Linked DNA regions of Mus musculus: all the other regions are linked to region 1. A link is a contact called in public Hi-C, HiChIP or PLAC-seq and promoter capture Hi-C data. All regions are on one chromosome and are shown on one strand. Each heading gives the region's core, a stretch centred on a gene start, on an enhancer-like site or on the middle of the called end of the contact. The rest is flanking DNA. Distances are from core to core; before and after follow the strand shown. Region 1 holds the start of Cog3 (component of oligomeric golgi complex 3). Region 2 overlaps Rubcnl (RUN and cysteine rich domain containing beclin 1 interacting protein like). Region 3 overlaps Lcp1 (lymphocyte cytosolic protein 1). Region 4 has its middle 54 kb from the start of Rubcnl. Region 5 holds the start of Lrch1 (leucine-rich repeats and calponin homology (CH) domain containing 1). Region 6 overlaps Lcp1 (lymphocyte cytosolic protein 1). Region 7 holds the start of Rubcnl (RUN and cysteine rich domain containing beclin 1 interacting protein like).

The links. Promoter capture Hi-C pulls out the DNA fragments that hold promoters and counts their contacts. A called contact is a pair of places that touch in the nucleus more often than the background predicts. HiChIP or PLAC-seq counts read pairs in DNA pulled down with a chosen protein or histone mark.
Region 2: an H3K27ac HiChIP or PLAC-seq map of large pre-B cells shows a contact between it and region 1, with 2.5 times the contacts expected there. The contact joins the enhancer-like site here to the promoter of Cog3 in region 1. A contact is called at or near these places in 9 of 39 promoter capture datasets (the 3T3-L1 cell line, the C10 cell line, the HPC-7 cell line and 6 more), 8 of 115 datasets of contacts at active chromatin or transcription factors (CD8 T cells, bone marrow-derived macrophages, embryonic basal ganglia and 5 more) and 1 of 9 other capture datasets (embryonic stem cells).
Region 3: a promoter capture Hi-C map of liver shows a contact between it and region 1, with 2.4 times the contacts expected there. The contact joins the enhancer-like site here to the promoter of Cog3 in region 1. A contact is called at or near these places in 10 of 39 promoter capture datasets (the C10 cell line, cranial neural crest, embryonic stem cells and 6 more), 5 of 115 datasets of contacts at active chromatin or transcription factors (bone marrow-derived macrophages, embryonic basal ganglia, embryonic forebrain and 2 more) and 1 of 9 other capture datasets (liver).
Region 4: a promoter capture Hi-C map of pre-B cells shows a contact between it and region 1, with 2.8 times the contacts expected there. The contact joins the enhancer-like site here to the promoter of Cog3 in region 1. A contact is called at or near these places in 17 of 39 promoter capture datasets (the 3T3-L1 cell line, 3T3-L1-derived adipocytes, the C10 cell line and 12 more), 2 of 15 datasets of contacts at CTCF or cohesin (embryonic stem cells and large pre-B cells), 22 of 484 Hi-C or Micro-C datasets (the Ba/F3 cell line, CD4 T cells, CD8 T cells and 12 more), 13 of 115 datasets of contacts at active chromatin or transcription factors (the 230-238 cell line, astrocytes, bone marrow-derived macrophages and 9 more) and 1 of 9 other capture datasets (embryonic stem cells).
Region 5: a contact with region 1 is called in a promoter capture Hi-C map of pre-B cells. The contact joins the promoter of Lrch1 here to the promoter of Cog3 in region 1. A contact is called at or near these places in 3 of 39 promoter capture datasets (the C10 cell line, embryonic stem cells and pre-B cells) and 3 of 115 datasets of contacts at active chromatin or transcription factors (astrocytes, bone marrow-derived macrophages and neural tube).
Region 6: an H3K4me3 HiChIP or PLAC-seq map of embryonic basal ganglia shows a contact between it and region 1, with 4 times the contacts expected there. The contact joins the enhancer-like site here to the promoter of Cog3 in region 1. A contact is called at or near these places in 21 of 39 promoter capture datasets (the 3T3-L1 cell line, 3T3-L1-derived adipocytes, the C10 cell line and 14 more), 1 of 15 datasets of contacts at CTCF or cohesin (large pre-B cells), 7 of 484 Hi-C or Micro-C datasets (Th1 cells, bone marrow-derived macrophages, cranial neural crest and 4 more), 21 of 115 datasets of contacts at active chromatin or transcription factors (the 230-238 cell line, DN3 thymocytes, the SCID.adh cell line and 17 more) and 4 of 9 other capture datasets (adipose tissue, embryonic stem cells, liver and 1 more).
Region 7: a contact with region 1 is called in a Hi-C map of B cells, with 17 read pairs. The contact joins the promoter of Rubcnl here to the promoter of Cog3 in region 1. A contact is called at or near these places in 11 of 39 promoter capture datasets (the 3T3-L1 cell line, the C10 cell line, the HPC-7 cell line and 8 more), 1 of 484 Hi-C or Micro-C datasets (B cells), 7 of 115 datasets of contacts at active chromatin or transcription factors (bone marrow-derived macrophages, embryonic basal ganglia, embryonic forebrain and 4 more) and 1 of 9 other capture datasets (embryonic stem cells).

The regions. Positions count from the first base shown.
Region 1 is chr14:75,753,061-75,755,787 of GRCm38.p6, forward strand. It overlaps Cog3 (component of oligomeric golgi complex 3), which reads right to left and starts at 1,433. Exons shown (of 23, transcript NM_177381.3): 1 at 1,205-1,433. The coding sequence starts at 1,378.
Region 2 is chr14:75,033,026-75,035,894 of GRCm38.p6, forward strand. Rubcnl (RUN and cysteine rich domain containing beclin 1 interacting protein like) reads left to right here. Exons shown (of 14, transcript NM_198642.2): 3 at 2,394-2,476. Among named protein-coding and RNA genes, the nearest start is that of Rubcnl, 18 kb to the left of the region's middle. Within about 2 kb of position 1,411, at least 118 of the 459 cell types and tissues checked have an H3K27ac peak or open chromatin away from gene starts, as enhancers often do. A contact at or near this core is called in CD8 T cells, the HPC-7 cell line, bone marrow-derived macrophages and 2 more, where this site is marked.
Region 3 is chr14:75,153,404-75,156,103 of GRCm38.p6, forward strand. All of the region lies in intron 1 of Lcp1 (lymphocyte cytosolic protein 1), which reads left to right. Among named protein-coding and RNA genes, the nearest start is that of Gm15628, 18 kb to the left of the region's middle. Within about 2 kb of position 1,273, at least 16 of the 459 cell types and tissues checked have an H3K27ac peak or open chromatin away from gene starts, as enhancers often do. A contact at or near this core is called in liver, where this site is marked.
Region 4 is chr14:75,068,424-75,071,167 of GRCm38.p6, forward strand. No RefSeq gene overlaps it. Among named protein-coding and RNA genes, the nearest start is that of Rubcnl, 54 kb to the left of the region's middle. Within about 2 kb of position 1,303, at least 123 of the 459 cell types and tissues checked have an H3K27ac peak or open chromatin away from gene starts, as enhancers often do. A contact at or near this core is called in the 230-238 cell line, the Ba/F3 cell line, CD8 T cells and 7 more, where this site is marked.
Region 5 is chr14:74,946,428-74,949,127 of GRCm38.p6, forward strand. It overlaps Lrch1 (leucine-rich repeats and calponin homology (CH) domain containing 1), which reads right to left and starts at 1,450. Exons shown (of 19, transcript NM_001252132.1): 1 at 957-1,450. The coding sequence starts at 1,233.
Region 6 is chr14:75,218,353-75,221,124 of GRCm38.p6, forward strand. All of the region lies in intron 14 of Lcp1 (lymphocyte cytosolic protein 1), which reads left to right. Among named protein-coding and RNA genes, the nearest start is that of Cpb2, 23 kb to the right of the region's middle. Within about 2 kb of position 1,324, at least 18 of the 459 cell types and tissues checked have an H3K27ac peak or open chromatin away from gene starts, as enhancers often do. A contact at or near this core is called in embryonic basal ganglia and embryonic forebrain, where this site is marked.
Region 7 is chr14:75,014,609-75,017,308 of GRCm38.p6, forward strand. Rubcnl (RUN and cysteine rich domain containing beclin 1 interacting protein like) reads left to right here and starts at 1,419. Exons shown (of 14, transcript NM_198642.2): 1 at 1,419-1,558.

The DNA.
Region 1 (2,727 bases), core at 183-2,682:
GGACCGTGTAAACCAGTAAGATGCCTTTTACTTTCAACCCTCTCCATACTCAATAAACGTGACACCAGCTTCGATAATGGGGCACAAAAATTATAAACAGACTGGGAACACACATAAGCCTGTTTCTGTAAATCTCTAGTATGGCACTTACCCAGCAATGGCAAAATCCTCAGTCTAGTCCCCAGCAAAACACACACACACACACACACACACACACACACCCCACACCACACCACACCCACTTATAATCCAGAACATAAAACATAGCCAGATCAAAGAACTTTCCACTTGCTCCCTCGTTTACTTAGGTCTATTTCCTGTATGGCATCCTGGAGGTGGGCAGAGAAACACACCTAAGAACACGTATTTTTACGGCACAGCACACAAAGGTGCAGAGAACGCGTCTAGTCACACCTCTAAAGTGTGAGGGCAGAGGTGAAGAAGCCAAATTCAATCTGCATTTGGACAGGATTACGAATCGTACAGAAATGGTTTCCAACATCAAAACTAACCACCACTGATAATAAAATAACCCAAAATTCGGCCTCGAAACTAGAAGAGCGTGTGAAACACATAAACAATCCAAAAAATAAAAGTACTCTGACCAGTATAACTGCACTGAATCACACCAACAGTAACATGCATACTGTCCCACTGGTAACTGGGAAAACGTTGACGCTAAAACCCAAAGCGCTACTTAATAACCGAGTCAACTTGTAAAAATAACTTTTTAATTTATTGCTTTGCTGTAGGTTTAATAAATCTTATCTTCCATAACCCAAAACCAGGAGTTCACAGCTTGGGGTGTGATAAATGAAATTGTTTCTCGGGGCCAGTTCTGATCCCCTCTAAGTGTCCCTGTTCCCCCGGGAAAGAAGCAAGCCTGATGCCTCCAGGATGCAGTTAACACAGACTAGCTGGACAGGCTCCTGGGAGGCAGGGCTACTCTGACACGGGGACACCAGGAGCAAGAAGCCCGGAGCAAGGCTCGGGCCAACCGTCCCACGCCGCTGGGGGAGGGCTACGCCCTCGCGTGGACGGCCACGCACCCTGGCAGGGCCACCCTGGGTCGCGGGCAGAGTGAGGCTGCTGACAGCAGGGCACACACGGGCCCCTCCCGCCGAACCCGCCACGGTGGCTCAGAGGACCGGCCAGATCCCCGCACGGGGCAGGAGGCCGGGCGCAGCCCACGCCCTCGCCTCACCTCGGCGGGCACCGGCAGGTTCTCCACGGCCGCCTTGAGCTCCAGCACCGAGTCCGTCTGCCTGTCTGTCAGCGGCGCCATCGAGTCGGGTCTCCCATCCCAGAGAGACAGCTTCTCGCGGGCGTCCCGCTCGGCCGCCGCCTCGGGCGGCAGCAGCAGCGCCGCCTCCGCCATCTCCGCAGCCCTGGGCCCCTCCGCGGCGCAGAACCGGAGCCCGACAGGCAGAGCCGGGAACTTCCGGGAGGACCGGGACTTCCAGCGCCGCAGCCGCGGCGGGGCGGGCCCGAGCGCCCTGACCCCGGAAACGCTTCCCCGGCGTGGGGGCGGGACCGAGGCCAAAACAGACGTGGCTTTCGACGGAGGCCAAACAGTTCCGGTTGAGGTGTACCTCAAGCCAGAGGGTAGGAGACAAGAATGGGCGGAAATAAGCTTGCCCCTACCGGAAGCTTCTTCAACATCAATAACTTTATGATAATGTGTTCTTCAGATTTGTTTTTGGTTTTCTTTTTAACAAGTTGTAAGTCATCCAACGGATTAGGAGAATTAATGAACTCCAAAGATCTTCTCTCCTGTCAGATGGGTTATGGATGCTTTCCATGTTGACATAGCAACCAAGAGCACCAAGTTTTCAAACTTACAACTTCCCTGTTAGAAAACTAGTTTGTGGAAACACAAATTCAAAGACAAACATATCAGGCCTCATTAATAATATCAAAAAACTGGGGGGGGGGGGGACCTAAATGTCCAACATTGAAGAACTGGATCAATAACTGTCTATCCAAACATGAAACTGCAAAAATTATTCTGCCATTTAAATCATGATACACATTTGAACACCTAAACAAATTATATTAGATCAAACCTAAATAATTGAATAAATATACTTTGTAAGTATATAAATTGAGTATATACGAATATAAAAAAAAATTGGGCAAAAAGGTGAAAAAGAGACAACCTTCTTCCTTACCAAGAATTAAAAAGGAAAAATGTAGAAAAATGAAGAAAATCACAAAACACTGAACAACATTCTTCAAAAAGGTCAGGGTAGAGAGATGGCTCGGGGCTAAGGGAACTTGCTGATCTTTCAGAAGACTCCAGTTCAGTTCCCAGCCCCCACAATATGCAGCACATTACCACCTGAAACTTCAGTTCCAGGAGATCCAACCTCCTCTTCTGGCCTCTCTGGGTACTAACATACATGTGGCACATGCAAACACACACATAAATAAATTTTTAAAATAAAAAGCCAATGTTTTTTTTTAAGATTTATTTATTTTATGTATGTGAGTATACTGTAGCTGTCTTGAGGTACACTAGAAGAAGGCATCAGATCCCATTACAGATGGTTATGACCCACTGTGTGGTTGCTGGGAATGAACTCAGGACCTCTGCAAGAGCAGTCAGTGCTCTTAACCTCTGAGCCATCTCTCCAGCCCCCAAAAGCCAATGTTTAAAAGAGTATCAAACTACTAAAGAGCAAGGAGTGACCAAGGAGCTCTTACATAGTGGAGACTACTGAATAA
Region 2 (2,869 bases), core at 161-2,660, 720 kb before region 1:
AATGGCTTAGTCCACTCGGAGTAAGAGTCAGGTAGCTGGCTTTATTTTATTTTAAAGGATTCTTATGTTATATTCATGCTGTGAGTTTCGAGCCCTGCTTCAAGTAGTTTGGAAAATATTTTGTAGTTTTCAGGATAAAGAGGAGCTTTCAGATACAGAGGTTGCTGATGGAAAGGTGAGGTTGCTGCTAGATTGGCCTTTCTCCACATAAACAAACCATCATGATAACAAGTTATTACAAGCCACTGATTGATAATGACTCTGAGCCCAAACCCACTTGTCATAGCCTTGTGCAACAAGAAGTTCTTTAACTTAGTGTTATTTTGCCTCTTTGTCTTTCTCCTAGAAAAGCAATGGTACAAAGTGAGCCCCCAAGCCAAGTCTTGCCTTTTGTCTGAAGGCAGCGTTTCCCCACAATCCTTATCGGTACCTTTAAAAGCTGTCCAGTGTTTTTTTGAGGTGTTCTTCTGTTTGCTTTTAAGCCAGACTCTCACTCTGTGTAGCAGACTGGTCTTAGACTGCCAGAAAGACTGGTCTTTCTTAGACGGAAGGAAGTTCTCACTTCACGTCCTGAGTGACAAGATCATAGGAGTGAGCCATCATACCTGACAAGACTCTCGAGAGTCATTCTATGGAATTAAGAAACAAAAGTCCAGAGTTACAGGTTTTCTCTTCCTTTATGTAGAGCAGCATAAGGGGGGGGAGCAAATATTGGTCACTAAGGCACGGGATTTCCTATGACACCCACATCTCTAATGGCAGCTGTGGGACCTTCTTGTGTGGATGGAAGCATTTCCTGAGGCTGTAGGAACAATATCCTGGGTTCTACTGCTTGAACAGAATCTACATGTTTACAAAATACCCTCTCTCTCTCTCTCTCTCTCTCTCTCTCTCTCTCTCTCTCTCTCTCTCTCTCTCTGTCTCCTTATGGAATAACAGGTAATAATCCCAACTCAAGGCAGGAGAGATTTCGTGACCAAGGCCTAACAGGTCTGGGCACCCTCTCTTGCTTTTTCCTCTGCACTCAGGTCTTTACGTGTAGCTTAGGGGTCAAAATTCTGCCAGCTTCATGTTTTTGTTGAAAAAGACAAACCAGCAATTTAGTTTCATCACCCCTTCTAGTTACAGTGGCAGGATGCTTGGCAGAGATGGTGAACGATTCCCACATCCAAGCCTCTGAAATATTTACCTCAGTGAAGAGGTCTCTCTAGTCTTCCATTTCTGACTGACTTTGTTCAACAGGAAGTATTGGGGTGACACTTCCTGCATTTGTCTGGCATCTGAGAACCCACAGTTCCCCAAACATTGGCAGCATCTCTTAATTTATCAGGTCAGGACAGCATAGCTCTTTTGACTGTCCGGAAATCTCACTTCCGTCCCAGGCTGCAGTTAGCAGTTATGTGATAGGAACAACTTGCATTGGTGTTGCCTGTTGCCAGTAAGGAGTGGGTGAGGGTGTAAGATTGGATGACACAGCACAGTGGTCCGAGCTTGACTGAAGCCCTGTTTGCTGTCAGATGACATTGTGTGTGCAACAGGAAGTTTGGGGCAGGTTGCCACCAGCTAAGGAAGTGCTGGGGAAGTGATCCTGTAGTCATTTTTGTAAAGAATTGTTTGTTTATTTATTTCATGTATATGAGTACACTGTAGCTGTCTTCAGACATACCAGAAGAGGGCATCATATCCCATTACAGATGGTTGTGAGCCACCATGTGATTGCTGGGAACTGAACTCAGGATCTCTGGAGAGCAGTCAGTGCTCTTAACCACTGTGCCATCCCTCCAGAGTTTATTTAGGGCATGGAGAAGGGAGTTGGGGGTGGGGGCCAGGGTAGTAGAGACAGAGAAAGGCAGAGAGAGAGAGAGAGAGAGAGAGAGAGAGAGAGAGAGAGAGAGAGAGAGAGAGGAGGAGGAGGAGGAGGAGGAGGAGGAGGCAAGCCACCCTTTTTATAGTGAGTTAGGTAGCCTGGCTATTGCCAGGTAACTGTGGGGCAGGGCCTACAAGGAAACCCCACAATTTTCCCCATATTTGTTCTTTGTGTGTGTTTTTCTTTTGTATTGTGGGAGTTCACCTGTGCGCATGTATATGTGGAGGCCAGAAGTCAAAGTCACGTGTCTTCCTCTGCGCTTCTCTCAGTTCTCCCCCCCCCCACCCCCCCCCAACACACACACTTTTGGAGACAGAGCCTCTCACTGAATCTGCAGCTCACTAATTTTCTAACCCAGCAGGCTACGAAGCCCCAGGGTTCCTCCTGTCTCCACCGCTACACTACTGGGTTAACCAGTGCCTGATGCAATAGGAGCTTGAACTCAGGTCCTCAGTGTTGCCTAGCAAGCACTTTATTGACGGAGCCATCTCATTTCTCCATGTTTAATGGCTCGCTGTGTTGGCAGGTGATGCTCGGAGCAGCAGCAGAAGCCATGCTTGGAATTTCTTCCCACTAGAGACGTTCATGCTGCCCGCTGATGTAGAAAAGGTGAGCGCCTCTCAGCCACAGAGGGCCTGAGTCTGTCAGTAGTGGTGCGCGATGTGATCATGGAAACCACCCTGACGCAGTACAGCCTAAGAGGTTCTTTTCAATATTTGATGGAGGCCGCCAGGGGCGCTAAACTGAAGTCTTCAGGCACGGTGTGCTCAGTTGTGCATGACTAAGGAGCTAAGTCAGGTTCTGGGCTCTATCCACCGAGGGTGTTCTATCATAAGACATGCAACTTGGTGGTTGGGATGGGGCTCAGTAGTAGAGCGCTTACTTTGCATATATGATGTTGTGTTTTAATCTCCAGTCCTGAGAAATAAATCAATTTAGTTTGGTATATCTGTGTCTCTGGATGTATTTTTCATCATCTAGTTAGATCAAGTTATTTTTATC
Region 3 (2,700 bases), core at 23-2,522, 600 kb before region 1:
TTCTTCTAATAAACTCCTTACCCTTGAACCTCACGTCCAAGATCTCTCAAGCCCAACGCTGAAAGTAAGGCTGCTGAGTAGTACTAGCAGTTTTGGACCCTGTGCTGTGGGTGAGCCATTGTGCTAAGGACGCCCCTGCAGCTCCTCATTTACTTCATGCAGCTGCGCCTTGAGGTGAGCACTGCTCCTGTTTCCTCTTTGGCTGAGAAGGATTGGGCCTCGGAAGCGTTAAGAAGTCCGTCCAGCTTTATCGTAGATGATACAATCCCAGTATAGGGAAACTGAGGCAGGAGGGATGCCGACTTGAGAGCAGCCTCAAAACAAACAAAAAAATGGGAGAAAACAAAGGTGGGGGTACTTTTCCCAGCATCATCGTTAACTCCAGCCTCTCAGTGCTGAACCACTTTCCTGGACCAGTTTGGCTTGGCTGAATGCATTGCGATTTACCTATTTAGATTAAGGCTGTCTTGACTTGTCATGCCAAGTCTTCACTCTCTTTTATTTCTTTGGATGTATCCAACTGAAGAGCATGCTAAATCCAACTGAAAGAAAGAAGTTTAATTAGGCACATCTTATCTGAGAAAGTTCAGAGCATTTCATGATTTCTACTTAAGTTTGTGAAAACTGGACTTTTCATAGACTCCGTGGGGTATCATCATTAGAAGTCTGATGCCCTTTTATGAGATATGTCACCAGCTGCTCAAGGTTGGGACCAGAGAGTGGTTTGATAAACATTAGGATAATTGAAAATCTAGAACCTCTATTTTGCTGAGGAACAGGTCTGACTTGAGGAGGCTGTGTTCAAAGCCATCTCGTTGATCCTCAGTGACTAAAGTGGGCACCCAGAAGTTTGTCCACTAAAGAGGGGTACCAGTCAGTCCCGTGAAACTTTAAAACCCTGTCTGTTTTTCTTCTTTGAAGTCATACGCAATCTATCTAACACCCTCTCTAGAATTTTCTGATACCGCCGGCTCTCTAAGAGATGAATGTTTGGTGAAGCCAAGTGAAGGGCCTATAGGAATTCCTTTAACGACTTTGACACCCTCTCGGGTAATTTCAAAATGCTTTCAAACTTAAAATTTAAAAAGAAGAAAAAAAAACCCAGCTCAGATATTGAACAGCCGGTGTCTAGTCAGAGCTCTAAGCTTGCTTTGCGTGGCCAATCAGCAGCTAGAAGCTGATTTCCAGCCCAGTTTTGAGATTTGGGTTGAGTAGGCTTCAGCCAGCCCTTGTGATCCGACCTTCAGACCTAATCTGCTTCTACCCCACCCTTTGTTGTTGACATTCCATTTGGCCTTCCTCAAAGACAAACAGCACGCTTGTCTTCAGGGCATTTGCGCATGCTTGCCTGAAATTCACATACCCTAAGTATTGACAAGCTTGCCCCAAGGTTGCTCCGAGGCTCCCATCAGTCAGGCCTTCTTCCCGGATGTTTCTGCTCAGGTGTTGTTTTTCCCGACTTTCCAGGTGATCTTGTTTAGAACCCAGTTCCGCATCACTCATCCACCCTGCACTGCATTACATCTGCTCATAGCATGCATACAAACTTCCAGTTGGCTCCCCTGCTCGGTTTTAACTCCACAGGACTTGTCACTAAGGTATACTCAGTTACTTGCGTGCTATCCCTTTCTCTGAGCTTGGGTGTGGGGTTCCTTACAGGCAGGAACTGATCTCTCACTCACACCCTGCTGTGTCTCCTCTGCTCGTTTCTGAGCACGGTGAGCACACGGTAAACATCTGAGCCATGAGTGACTGTGTGCCTCCAAACCAGAAACTCAGGACACACACGGGGGAAACAAACTTTGGATCGGTGGAATATGCGTTCCGCGCTTCAACAATTCAACTTGACGTCTTTAATGAAACAAAGCCCCAGAGTACTGGACTAGTGTTACACACCCAATACTGCTGTGCTGAAGGTTTGATGTTGATGACAATGAAGCTTCTCACACAGGGCAACCTCATTTCAGCATCTTGCCTGAATCGCTACTAGACTCTCTGTCATTATAGCTGTGCTCCGTCTTCTCAAAAGTATTATAAACAGCCAGACCCTTCTTAAGTGGTTTACCTTTTTTATTTGTTTATTTTTCCAATATTAAGATTTTTAGAAGATGGAGAATTACGGGGTTCTCAATGAGACCTCCATGCATGTGTGTGTGTGTCACTGTACTTTTCTCAGAGTCACCCTGCCCTCTGCCATTTTCCCATATCCCTCCTCCTGATGGCTTTTCCTCCCCCAAAATAGGTCTGATTTCATAACACACAGCACATCTGTTTATATATACGCATGGATATTTAACACCAGTTCTGTGTATGAGAGATACTATATTTGCTTCTCCTTCTTGATCTTTCTTCTTGCCGCCTCCCTTTTTATCCTTCCTCCTGCTATATATGTCCCTGTCTATTTTTATATCATTTCTCTCTATGCATTATATATCATAGGATGTATAGATGAATCTTTATAGAATATATAGAACTTATAGAATGAATATCTATATAGAATGTATACAATGAGTCTCTATCTATATATAGAAAGATTCATTATATTTATTTACATACATGTGTATTTTTATACCTACAAATGAATATATGTGTATATCCACATATGTGTGTGTGTGTGTGTGAGAGAGAGAGGGAAGGGGGGGTGGGAAGAGAGAGAGAGAGAGAGAGAGAGAGAGAGAGAGAGAGAGAGAGAGAGAGAGG
Region 4 (2,744 bases), core at 53-2,552, 680 kb before region 1:
GAAGCAGAGGTTAGCTGCCCTCAGTCGACATCCTGACCACCCCTGAAATGCCCCAGAGAAGATGCATTTCAGCAGGGGGCCCCGATGAGCCACCTATAGGCTCCATCTGAAGTAGAGATGTTGCCAAAACAGCCAGGTTGCCTTGGGAAGGAAGTATGGTGTGGAGGAAGGGGGGGGGGGGACGACACGGGTCGGGTGGAGAGTGGGTGAGGGTGGAGGGTGAAGAGGCGTGGTGTGGGGGTGGCGTCAATGGTGAGGTATGCGAGGAGTAGAGGGTGGTGTGGAGGGCGAGGGTGAAGGCTAAAGTGTCCCTCTGTGGCAGACAGAAAGGGCTCCCACCCCAAACTCACCCTACACCTACATCCAAATCCCTGGAGCATGCGCTGAGGTCATGCAACCCGCAATTGACGGAACTGGAGTTCCTGGTTGAATTAACATTTCTGGTCAGCTGACCATGCAGTAGGGAAGCCACCACCAGCACTAACCCACCAGCATTAACCCCAAGACCCCCATTTCAAGCTTCGGAGCTTCGGAGTTGTGAGCTGCTAAGGTCGTGATTCATTCGAAGCCACTGGTTTGTGGTTGTTACAGCAGCAACAGGAAACTCCTGCCATCTGAGTGTGTGACTGCCTTCGCAGAGCAGCTGCTTCATCGCCTTTTCAAGACACGCCCCTTGGAGAGCCCCTTGGTAGTGTTATGGTATTCACTGGCAGAATCTTCTGGAAAAACAAGCTGGTCAAAGCAGGAAGGCTGCTTCTGCAGTGTCTTCCTCCTAGCCTGCTGTTTCCTCCTTTAAGGTGTTCTGTTTACAGATGGACCCAAAGATGATAGTTTGCATTTGATGACCATGGCACTTACAATTCAAATGTAGTCTAAAAGAGCTGGGAATTTGATTTTTTTTTCTTCCCTTGCCCGATCACTAATTTTAGAGACACAATCGTTGCAGAAGGCATTGATCTTTTGTGCTGCACCAGATATTAGATATTATTTGCCAGGAAAGGGTTGAGGGAGGGCAGCAGGGAGGGGCCACGGGGGTTGGCAGACTGTGGTTTCTACTGCTTGCAACACCCATCAGTCATCCTGCTTGATGCAACTTGCGGAAGCCCTAAGAACGGCATGGCAAGGGGGGAGGGGAACAGCAGACCCTCTGTAGTGGGGAGCTCAGCCCCTGACTGGTGGACCTGCTTTCTTCAGAATAAACTTAAGTGTTGGGTTTTGGTGACTATTTATGGAGGTTCACACAGTTACTGTCATGGCTGGGACACAATACTGTGGCTTGCACTAGGACAACCATACAGACCTGCAAGACTCAAGCTAGTTCTGACACATGCAAGCCCACATGTTTCCTGTCACCTATGTCTGTTCTCGGAGGCAGTATCTCGGTAAGGAAGGTTGAGGAGAGCCAACGACTGTCCAGTTTCTCAGGGCCTACCAGAGGGTTCCCTTTTCTGCAACAAGCCACAGGAGGAGGAAGGATTGGTACATTAAGGTTTCCCTTTCTTTAAAACCTTTCCCCTCCCCTCTCCTCCCATTTTGTCCCCTCCCCTCCCTTTTTGTCCCCTCCCCTCCCCCTCAAGACAAACCATGTAGGCCAGCCCCAAGTAGAGGATGTCATGTCTTAGTGGGATTCATGCTGTATTTATGCTTCATAAAATTTAAAAAGTTTATAAAGTTAAGCTACCAGAAAATGGAGTTGAATATAAGAAAAATTCCAGTAGCCACATGGAGATACTGTTTCCTCCATAATGGATCAGTCAATATTTTCCAAGATTCGACTCAGTTTGGAGGCTCAGTAGGATGGGAAGGGGAATAATGTCACCTTCTAAGGTACAACTTGGAGGGGTCAAAAGGTTTGCGGAAAGAAACCAGCGTTCTGTAACAGAGGCTCAACCACACTTCTATGTATCGCTCTGTTATCTTGCTGTTCAGGGTCTGCTGTTTCCTTACTTGATAAAGTTACCTGTAAAACAGAGATGTGAGCTTGAAGTGTTTCACTGAGTGGCGAGAGAAGCAGGTAGCATCCGCCAATCCTTAGGTATGATTTTTGATGAAAAAGTATCAAAGGTCTTTCTAGTTGAAATTTGCTACAGTGTGTCGGCGCAGAGGCCTGGAGCCCTGTCTGCCAGTGAACCAGAAAACTGTTACAGCCAGGGAGGCTTGGCTACCTATGCCTTGGAGCCCGTCGCCCACTCAATTCCCATTGGATTTTTAAATAGATTTCCTGAGATGTCTGAAAATTATGTAAATTAGAGGCCAGGGTCCAATTTAGAGATAATGTCATAAAAAATTAAGAATCTCTTTGAATAAGAGAATGACACATGCCTTTGAGGGAGGGGGATAAATCTAGTGTGTTTCTTCAGGACCAGGGAACATTCAGGCACCTGGAATTGTGTGTCAAGAGTGTGTTCAGCAGCCTCCCACTGAGCACTGTGCTGAGACTAGGATTTGGGTCTGTTTAGTTTTCATAGGACTTTGAAGATGGGAACCTTGCTGGTTCTTAATGAAAGGGTACCCTGATTGCTTGGGGCTGGCTGGTATGGAATGGGCTGTGGTTTAGATAGTGTGCCAGTCAGACTTTGTGTTGCTGTGACCTAAATAAAACTACCACACAGAAGAATTCCTCATTTCACTCACACTTTCTGAGGTTTTTGGCGCTCGTGGTGACAGAGTGTGGTGGGGCAGAATTGTTCAACTCGAGGCAACCAAGCAAGCAACATGGAGGAGCGGGAAGGTGCCAGGACAAG
Region 5 (2,700 bases), core at 200-2,699, 810 kb before region 1:
CCAAGCCATTCAGAAGCCTAAGAGACCTGATGCAAGTCGGAAGAGACAACGACAGTCGTGAGGTCTAGGCAATGGCACAAAAGTGGGGCACCCACTGCCCTGGGAAACGCTAGGCGCTCGCTGGGGTACAAATCGTCCCGCAAAGAACAGAACAGGATATGGTCGGAAACTTAAGTCAGATCTGCACGGATTCCCAAGGCCCCAACCCTCTTCCACCACCCTCCTTCCTGTTTATGGGTCCACTCCCACAACTCCGACTACTAAAGGGAAAGCAGACATCTCCAAAATATGTCAACACATGACACAACTTGAAGAAGCAGGCTGCTCTGTGGCGCGGGTTACAACTTGCCGGGCTCACACTGGCAAACAGGCTCACTTTAATTACTTTTCATTTACTATGCCACGCTTCCCCTCCAGGGCCCCCGCAAAGACCGGGGTTAGTGAGAACCGGGGAGCCCCGGTGGAGGGAACCAAAATGTGTGGGCGGAGAGCCAGACACCAGCCTCTGCTCGCACAGGCGCAGAACCAAGGTTGGCACCGCCTCTCTGGCTGCAGCAAGCCACGGTCGCGCGGCGCGGAGGCCGGGGCCCCGACACTACGCGGAGAGGACAGGGCTAGCCGACGGCCGGCCACCTTTGTCTGGCCTTCCCCACCCACCAGGACGCAGAATGCTTCCATGTAGAGGTCCACGACTTGGTTCGTGTTCTGGACTTGCTCGCGGTCGCCCGAGATGCCCCCACTTCCCGCGCGCCAGGAACAGCTCCTAGGCGCATCCCTGCGCTCCTGCACCACGGTCGCAGGTCGCCGGGGCCAGGAGGACCACCGTGCCCGCTACAACCACCGTGCTCGTTGCAGAACCCGCTCCTGCCGAGCCAATCTAGTAACACATTCGGGCCCGGCGGGAAGGAGCGACAGCCCGGCTCGCACACGCGTGGCCAGCCCCGGCCTTGTCTCACCTGCCCGAACCGTGTCCGAGAGGTCATGTCCCGGGGCCGTAGTCCTGGGAAACTCCTTCAGCTTCCTGGCGCTCAGGTTCAAGCCCCCAGAGTTGGCCGCCTCCTCCAGCGCGCGCTCCAAACCACGGTTCAAGGGCAGGTTGAAGCCGGTGCCGCCGGTGCCTCCGTGGTGCTGGTGGTGTTGGTGGTGTTGGTGGTGCTGGTGGAGATGCGGGTGCAGGGCGGTTACCGAGAGAGCGGGCGCGAAAGCTTGGGGTTCGCTTCCCGGCGTCGCCATCTTCTCCCGGTCCCCCGCCCCGCCGCTCCTGCGCGGGGTCACAGGTTTCCCCGGCGGTCCCGAGTCCCCGCAGCGCTCCCTCGAAAGCCGCGGGACTGCGGGAGGGGCGGCAAGCGGCGCAGAGGTGGAGGCAGCAGTTCGATCGCCAAGGTTTCCAGCCGGGGGAGCCAAGGGCTGCGGCGGCGGCAGCGACGGCAGCGGTGGCGCGCCTGTGTCTGCTCGTGCTCGCGCCCCCGCCCGCCGCTCCTCCTCCGCAGCTTGTTGGCGCTCCACCCCCGAAGCTGGCTGGAACTGGATGCACATTCTGGGTGACTTTCTCTCCAGCCCGACCCCTTGTAGTTTACACATCTGCGGGCCAGGGTATTTTGTCGGTTTCGTTTTTGTCTTCTGGGATTTTTTTTAAGCCGTTTATGAAAACCCAGGCGAGGCGGGAGACAAGATTTGGAATACAAGGTCACAGGGAGGAGAGTGGTTCTGGTTGATTGATCCAGAGTTGCCCCCAAAAGCAGTTTTTCCACTGTGGGTTTACCCTCACGGACGCCCCCTGGCATTTAGGTGCTTACCATACAAAATCTCTCACTAAATCCAGGAAATCTGTGAGTGGAAAAATTGCTTCCTTCAGCGAGAGGAAGTTAAAGCGAGCCGCGATCACCCCTGCAGAATTCGAACACGCAGCCCACAGTCACCAAAATTTTGCACCTTCACTACAGACCACAGGAACAAGAAAGACTTCAGGGCAAATAGACAAATCTATAGAGGAAGGGCTTTGAGAAAGGGTAATTTTTATGATAAAATACCCAAATTATTACTCCAAGCGTTAGAACGCCAAAGACCTAGTGATCACAAAGGTCATATCTTAAACCTAAGCCTAGGTACTATGAAATGTTCCGGGTGCGCCACCTTCTTATTCATGTGAGGCATGGGAACTGAACTGTCTGATTGCAAACAAATCTTCTGCCATGGGTTGACCTACAGTGGGCGCCTGAGCCAGGCCTTGCACCCCATGGAAGAGCCAGAGGACCTGTGTCACCTAAAGCCACCCAGCTGGAAGACTGATAAAGCCTCCATTCCCTTCCCACACCTTAACAGCCTGGGACCCAAAGCTTGATAGTCTCTATGGAGTGACTCGGCTTGGAGAAATGAGGCTGGAGTGAAGTATGGACATGATACAACTTTATCATACATACTACAGTAATGCAGATCTGTGATAGTCTAGGCAGCCGCGTGGACCTAATGACTTCTTGGGCTCAGCACTAAGTATGACATGATCTATGTCACTTGCATGGACTTCGCTACAGGGCTACCCCTTAATTCCTGAGATTCCAGGCTGAGAGCAAATCCTACTTATTCCGGAAGAAACAGGCGCCACCTAGTGGTGTGCCGCCCTCACCCCCCACCACCTTCCTCCTCTCTGGCTCCACTTCCTTCAAGTCTCTATGATTTCATAAACTGTGCCTTAAGCTTAGT
Region 6 (2,772 bases), core at 74-2,573, 530 kb before region 1:
GAGAAAGGCAGCAGGCCACATGGGTGAGGGAGCTCAGGGGGCCTGATTATTATTCGGGGCTTCGTTTTGAAGACACAGGGGGAGGAGCTTTCTTAGTAGGGCCATAGTTTGAGTAGTTCTTTATTTTGATTGACAGGTTTAAGTTACATAAAGTGTGTGTTTGTTTATTGATTGTTACTACACATGCCCCTTTCCATATACATCTTTATCTTAATCTTAGCATTCTCAACCATGCACTGATGTGGCAAGGCAAATAGGAGATTCTCTCTGGAAGTTCTCTTGAGGACAGTTTGTCTTATTGCCCGTGTACCCAGATCCAATCTAGGCCAGATTGTCTTACCGGGACATAATGGAGCATGACTGAAAGGGTTTGTCTGTGTTTAACCATCAAGGGAAGAAAAAGCTCATTCCACTGTTCAGAGATGGCTGTACATGAAGCTCAGGATTAGGCAGGGTCCTGGATTACCAACAGATTGCTAGCCATGTTGTTTGGGGAGGTGTGTGTGTGTGTGTGTGTGTGTGTGTGTGTGTGTGTGTGTGTGTTATGTACAGGTAAGGGTCTCAGACTGCCAATTGCGTTATTAGGAGTGGGGTTTGTTCATAGCCCAGACCAAGCGGTGCTCCAGGTTGTGAAACTATTCTCTATGCTCACCTCAGAAGTTTCAACCACACATGGCCCCAGGCCTTCCTATAGGGCTGAGATAATATACAAGGTAAGGTCTGTCTGCTACTGCAGCTGACTTCCCCCAGATGATCAGTGACAGTCCTCACAAGTGTTTATTACAGAAGATTTCTGCATACAAGGAGGTAGACAGAGAAATGCATTCCTACTGAAGGAGGGAAAATGCCTGGTGATTATGTAAATGGGGCCAGCAGGGATTTGTTTTTGCTTTGTTTTCTTTTCTTTTCTTTTTTTTTCTTTTTCTTTTTCTCTGCCTGCCACACAGTAACAGATCTATTCAATTTGCATCCAGTTCTAGGTAGAATTTATTTCACTTGGATTGCACAGATATGCTAATTTGGTCATTCATCAGGACAATAAATGGCTTGTCATTTTGCCTAAGCCTCCCATTCCCCCTCCCATAGCATGGAAATCATTCTAAGCTTGGACAGCTGGCAAGTAATGTATAAATTAGGAGACCAAAGCTTCCACCAAGCACTCTGCCAGGAGATGGCAATGGTACTGTGAAGCAGGAGAGCAGACTCCAAGGCAGGCAAGTGACAATATCACCTACAGCCACACAGGCTATGGACGGGGACTTTGGACTAGGTCCCCAACAAACAAAAACCACACATGGTCCCTCTTATCAAATGTTAAATAACTAAAATGAGTGTTGGGTGTGGGAAGGCGGGAGAGCAAGTAAGGGATAGCACGACTTCCCTGGCCTCACATAGCCACGCCCCATCGCTCCTCCTTTGTTGAGTGAGGAACTGGCTGGACCTGGGGCTCACAGTGCTATTTCATTTGGACAAAGTCTTTTCAGTGCAGTGTGTTTTGCAAGCACCAGCAGGATTGAAATCTTATCAGTAGTGTTCCAGCTAATAGCATAGTCACCCTAAACATGTGTGATAATAAAAAAAGTGTGTGAGTGTGTGTGTGTGTGTGTGTGTGTGTGTGTGTGTACACCTGAGTGTAGGCTAGAAGAAGGTGTTGGATCCCTTGTTCCTGGAAGTACAAGTGGTTGTAAACCACCTTGTGTGGTTGCTGGAAACTAAGCCCAGATCATTTGGAGAAACTAAATGTGCTATGGTCCACAGAGCTGTCTCTCTGGGCCCCTGTTTCACCAACCATCCCTTGCTGAAATGTTCACTGGGCAAGAAATTCTTGAACATTGTCTCAAATGCAAACAAATCAATACATATGCTAGCTATCAAAAAATAGAAGGCTAATTATGCTATAACACACCATGTTTATGAACCTACAAAAGTCAGGATCTTTTTCAAACTAGGAGTATTTTTTGTACCTGGATGAACAATTGCTTACTGCACTGTCTACCTGAGATTACAGCCCAGTTCTAGTCTTTCTTCCCTTTGCCTTTTTCTTACAAATCTGTGTCTGATTCCATGAAGTTTCTGTACCCCACTAGAGGTGGCCAAGAGACTGTTATATAACTCATCAGAACTCTATGCTATCATGAGAGGTTGTTCTTAAGACCAGAGTACCAGAAGAAGTCACCTCAAAAGTGCCCACAACCCAGGAAAAGGATCTCTGTTCTTTTGTTTGGGTTCTAACGGACAGATCTTTGCATAGAGGTTGGCTTCTCCTTGTAGCCTTTAATACCCAAGGTCAAGAGAATGGGAGAGAACTCAGCTTCTGATTTCTTGATTTGATCAGTAGAGCAGAACTGGGTTTCTGACAAGGGGAGGTGCACATCTGGAGTGACAGAAATGGCCATGAGGTTGTGTTTAGCTTGTTCTATCAGGTTACATATAGGAAAGACTTCATGAGGTAATCACTGACCAACCATCCCTTGCTGAAATGTTCACTGGGCAAGAAACTCTTGAACATTGTCTCAAATGCAAACAAATCAATACATATGCTAGCTATCAAAAATTAGAAGGCTAATTATGCTATAACACACCATGTTTATGAACCTACAAAAGACAGGATCTTTTTCAAACTAGGAGTATTTTTTAAGTACACCTTAGACTTAAATCCTGAGTGCTCGTTATTTCCTATCATGTCGGTCCCATTTTTAATTTATTTTTCTTTTTTAGTACAAACAAGCATCTCATTCCTCTTCTTGCATTTGTTTTACATATTTTACTCAC
Region 7 (2,700 bases), core at 169-2,668, 740 kb before region 1:
TTGGGGAACAATCTTAAAAACAAACAAACAAAACCTGTAGGGGACATCTCAGATTCAAACTTTCAGATTTCTTTATTATTTACTATATATAAGGAAGCCCAGTTCATATACTGTAGCTGTCTTCAGACACACCAGAAGAGGACATCAGATCTCATTACAGATGGCTGTGAGCCACCATGTGGTTGTGGGATTCGAACTCAGGACCTCTGAAAGAGCAGTCAGTGCTTTTAACTGATGAGCCATCTCTCCAGGCCCCAGATTCAAACTTTAATGTGCTCAGCATGACATTCACTGTAAGATTCTTTCTCCATGTCCTGTGCTCTGATTTCTCTCCTTTTAGATATTCCTGAATCAAGTTTCTCACATAGTCCCCTTTTCATAATTTGTCGGCTTATTTGATGCTTCATAGAAATTGGATATAAGGGCTGTCGAGAAGGTCCTGAGTTCAAATCCCAACAACCACATGGTGGCTCACAACCATCCGTAATGAGATCTGACACCCTCTTATGGAGTATCTGAGGATAGCTACAGTGTACTTATATATAATAAATAAATAAATCTTAAAAAAAAAGAAAGAAATTGGATATAAGATCTCCTGCCAGATACACCTACCTTAACAAGTCTGACTGTGCTATCTAGCTATGGGACCTCAGATGAGTTATACAACACTGTAAGCCACATATCCCTTAGCTTTGAAACAGATGATTTGTTTCCATCAGGGGTGGCTTCAAGGATACTTAAACAGAAAAGGAAGCAAGCTCAGCAGCCGAGCAACAGCATTAGCACTAACTTGCACTGTTTGTCTATTAACTTGTCTTGAAATAGTCTTGCCATGTAGCTTTTGTTGGCATCAAAGTTTCAATCCTTCTGCTTCCACACCAGCTCCTCTTTCTGACCTTTTAATGTCAGGTTTTCCCAGAGGGTGGTCAGATAACTCAGGATCTTTCCAGGTCTAACCCAGTGTAACCCCCAAGTAAACCGGCCACACGGGAAGGGGAAGACAATGATGGACAGCTAGTATTCAGCTGACTTTGTCTTATTGTTTTCTAACTTACTCCGAAGAGGCAACAACTAGTTAAGTTTAAACCATCCAAACTAGGATGCCCCAGGGACTGAAGGTGTTTCAGAGATGTTAAACAAATAATCCAAAATATCATTGTATTTGCTCCACGACCTGGACAAGTCAATGAACAAAACCAAGGGACCGTCAAAAGCGATGGAAGTAGGTTTTGAGAACGGAGCCCTGTAGGCGAAGCAGGGATCCATTTCCCAATTTTAGCAGAGATGACTTGGGATGCTGGAGCTGTGTGCAGGATTAAGAGTCCCAGTTCTTTCCCCAAAGAGCACCGTGCGCCACCTAGAGGAGCTGAGGGCAGTTGCACGTTCGAAGTCGAGAGAACTTCGGTTTCTATTGGTGAAAACTTTCTGTATTCGTTGGCAGCTTCTCTCTGCACCATCAGAACCTCGGAGCTGTTGGCACACGGAGGAGGTGATCCGAACCTGTCGCTGCCACGGGGCAAGGTGGCTATTTGGTGGATAAAACGGCCAGGAGGCGTAGGTAAGTCGCGGTCCCCGCGAGGTTCTCTGACTTGAGCTCCTACACATCCGAGTTGGGAGGTGGGGGGAGCCGCAGCTTGGGAGTTGGGGGCGGGGAGCTCATTTGTGCCAAGTTTGTTTTTCGTGTTTATTACACCCAGGGTTGGCGGGTCGGTGGCGTCCGAGGGCAGAGTGTGTCCGTGAGGCGTGGGTCTAAAGGCGCCCACTCGGGAGCGCGTCCCCGTGTCTCCGCGTTCTCGCAGTCTCAGGCTTCGCTTTCCCCGAGCTTTTCAGATCACGAGTGTCGCGGGCGGAGGGAAGCAAAGATAACTGGCGTCCCCGCAGCGTCCTGGCTGCATCCCTGTCCTAGCTGCCTGTCCTCAAGGCAGTGACCCCTGAAGGTGTCCTGAAGCAGCGCTGGCGAGCCCTACTGGCCTGCCTGCAGGAAGCAAGGCACAGTGCAGATGAGAAGCCCTGGGCTAGGGAGAGATGACTTAGGGTGACCCATGTTCCTGGAGGCGCTCAGGACAGTGTCATGGTTGCTTGGGAGCTGTGGGAAGTTGTCTCTGGAGAGAAGAGGACTTTTGCGGTGTGACTTTACAAAACAAGGGCCAGGAGAGGTAGCCAGGCATCCTCATTGCGGCAGGACAGAGACGAACCCAGGCGGTCCCCTGGCTCTTCTCAGTTCCTCAAAGGCATGAACCTTGAGAACCCCATCCTCATATCCAACTGCCCTGGACTTGTCAAGGTAGCTGAAAAACGTTTCGCCAATGTAAGCAAGCACACTCCACCTGAAGTCCGTCTACCTGCTGACCTGGAATTGAAGCAATTCCCTGACCCGGTGAGGGATTTGCCCGTGGAAGAGAGAATGCTTGAAAAGGGATATTACTCTAAATGAGAACGAAGGCTCAGAAAACAAAATCAAACAAACCAAAACCAAGCAAACAAAACAATATACCTCCCCATGTATTCTGGAGGTGCCCCTATGGCAAGTTACACTGCCAAGTGCTAGATCTTCAGTTGAAGTTGTGGTTCGAGAGAGCAAAGGTTTGGGGCCCAGTTAGTAAACTTGGGATTTCTTAGACAAGTCCCAAGTCCAAATAGTCGTCAAGGCACCTCCATGACCCCAGTTCCCTTGGTGAGAGGGGAGAACACAGGTTCCGT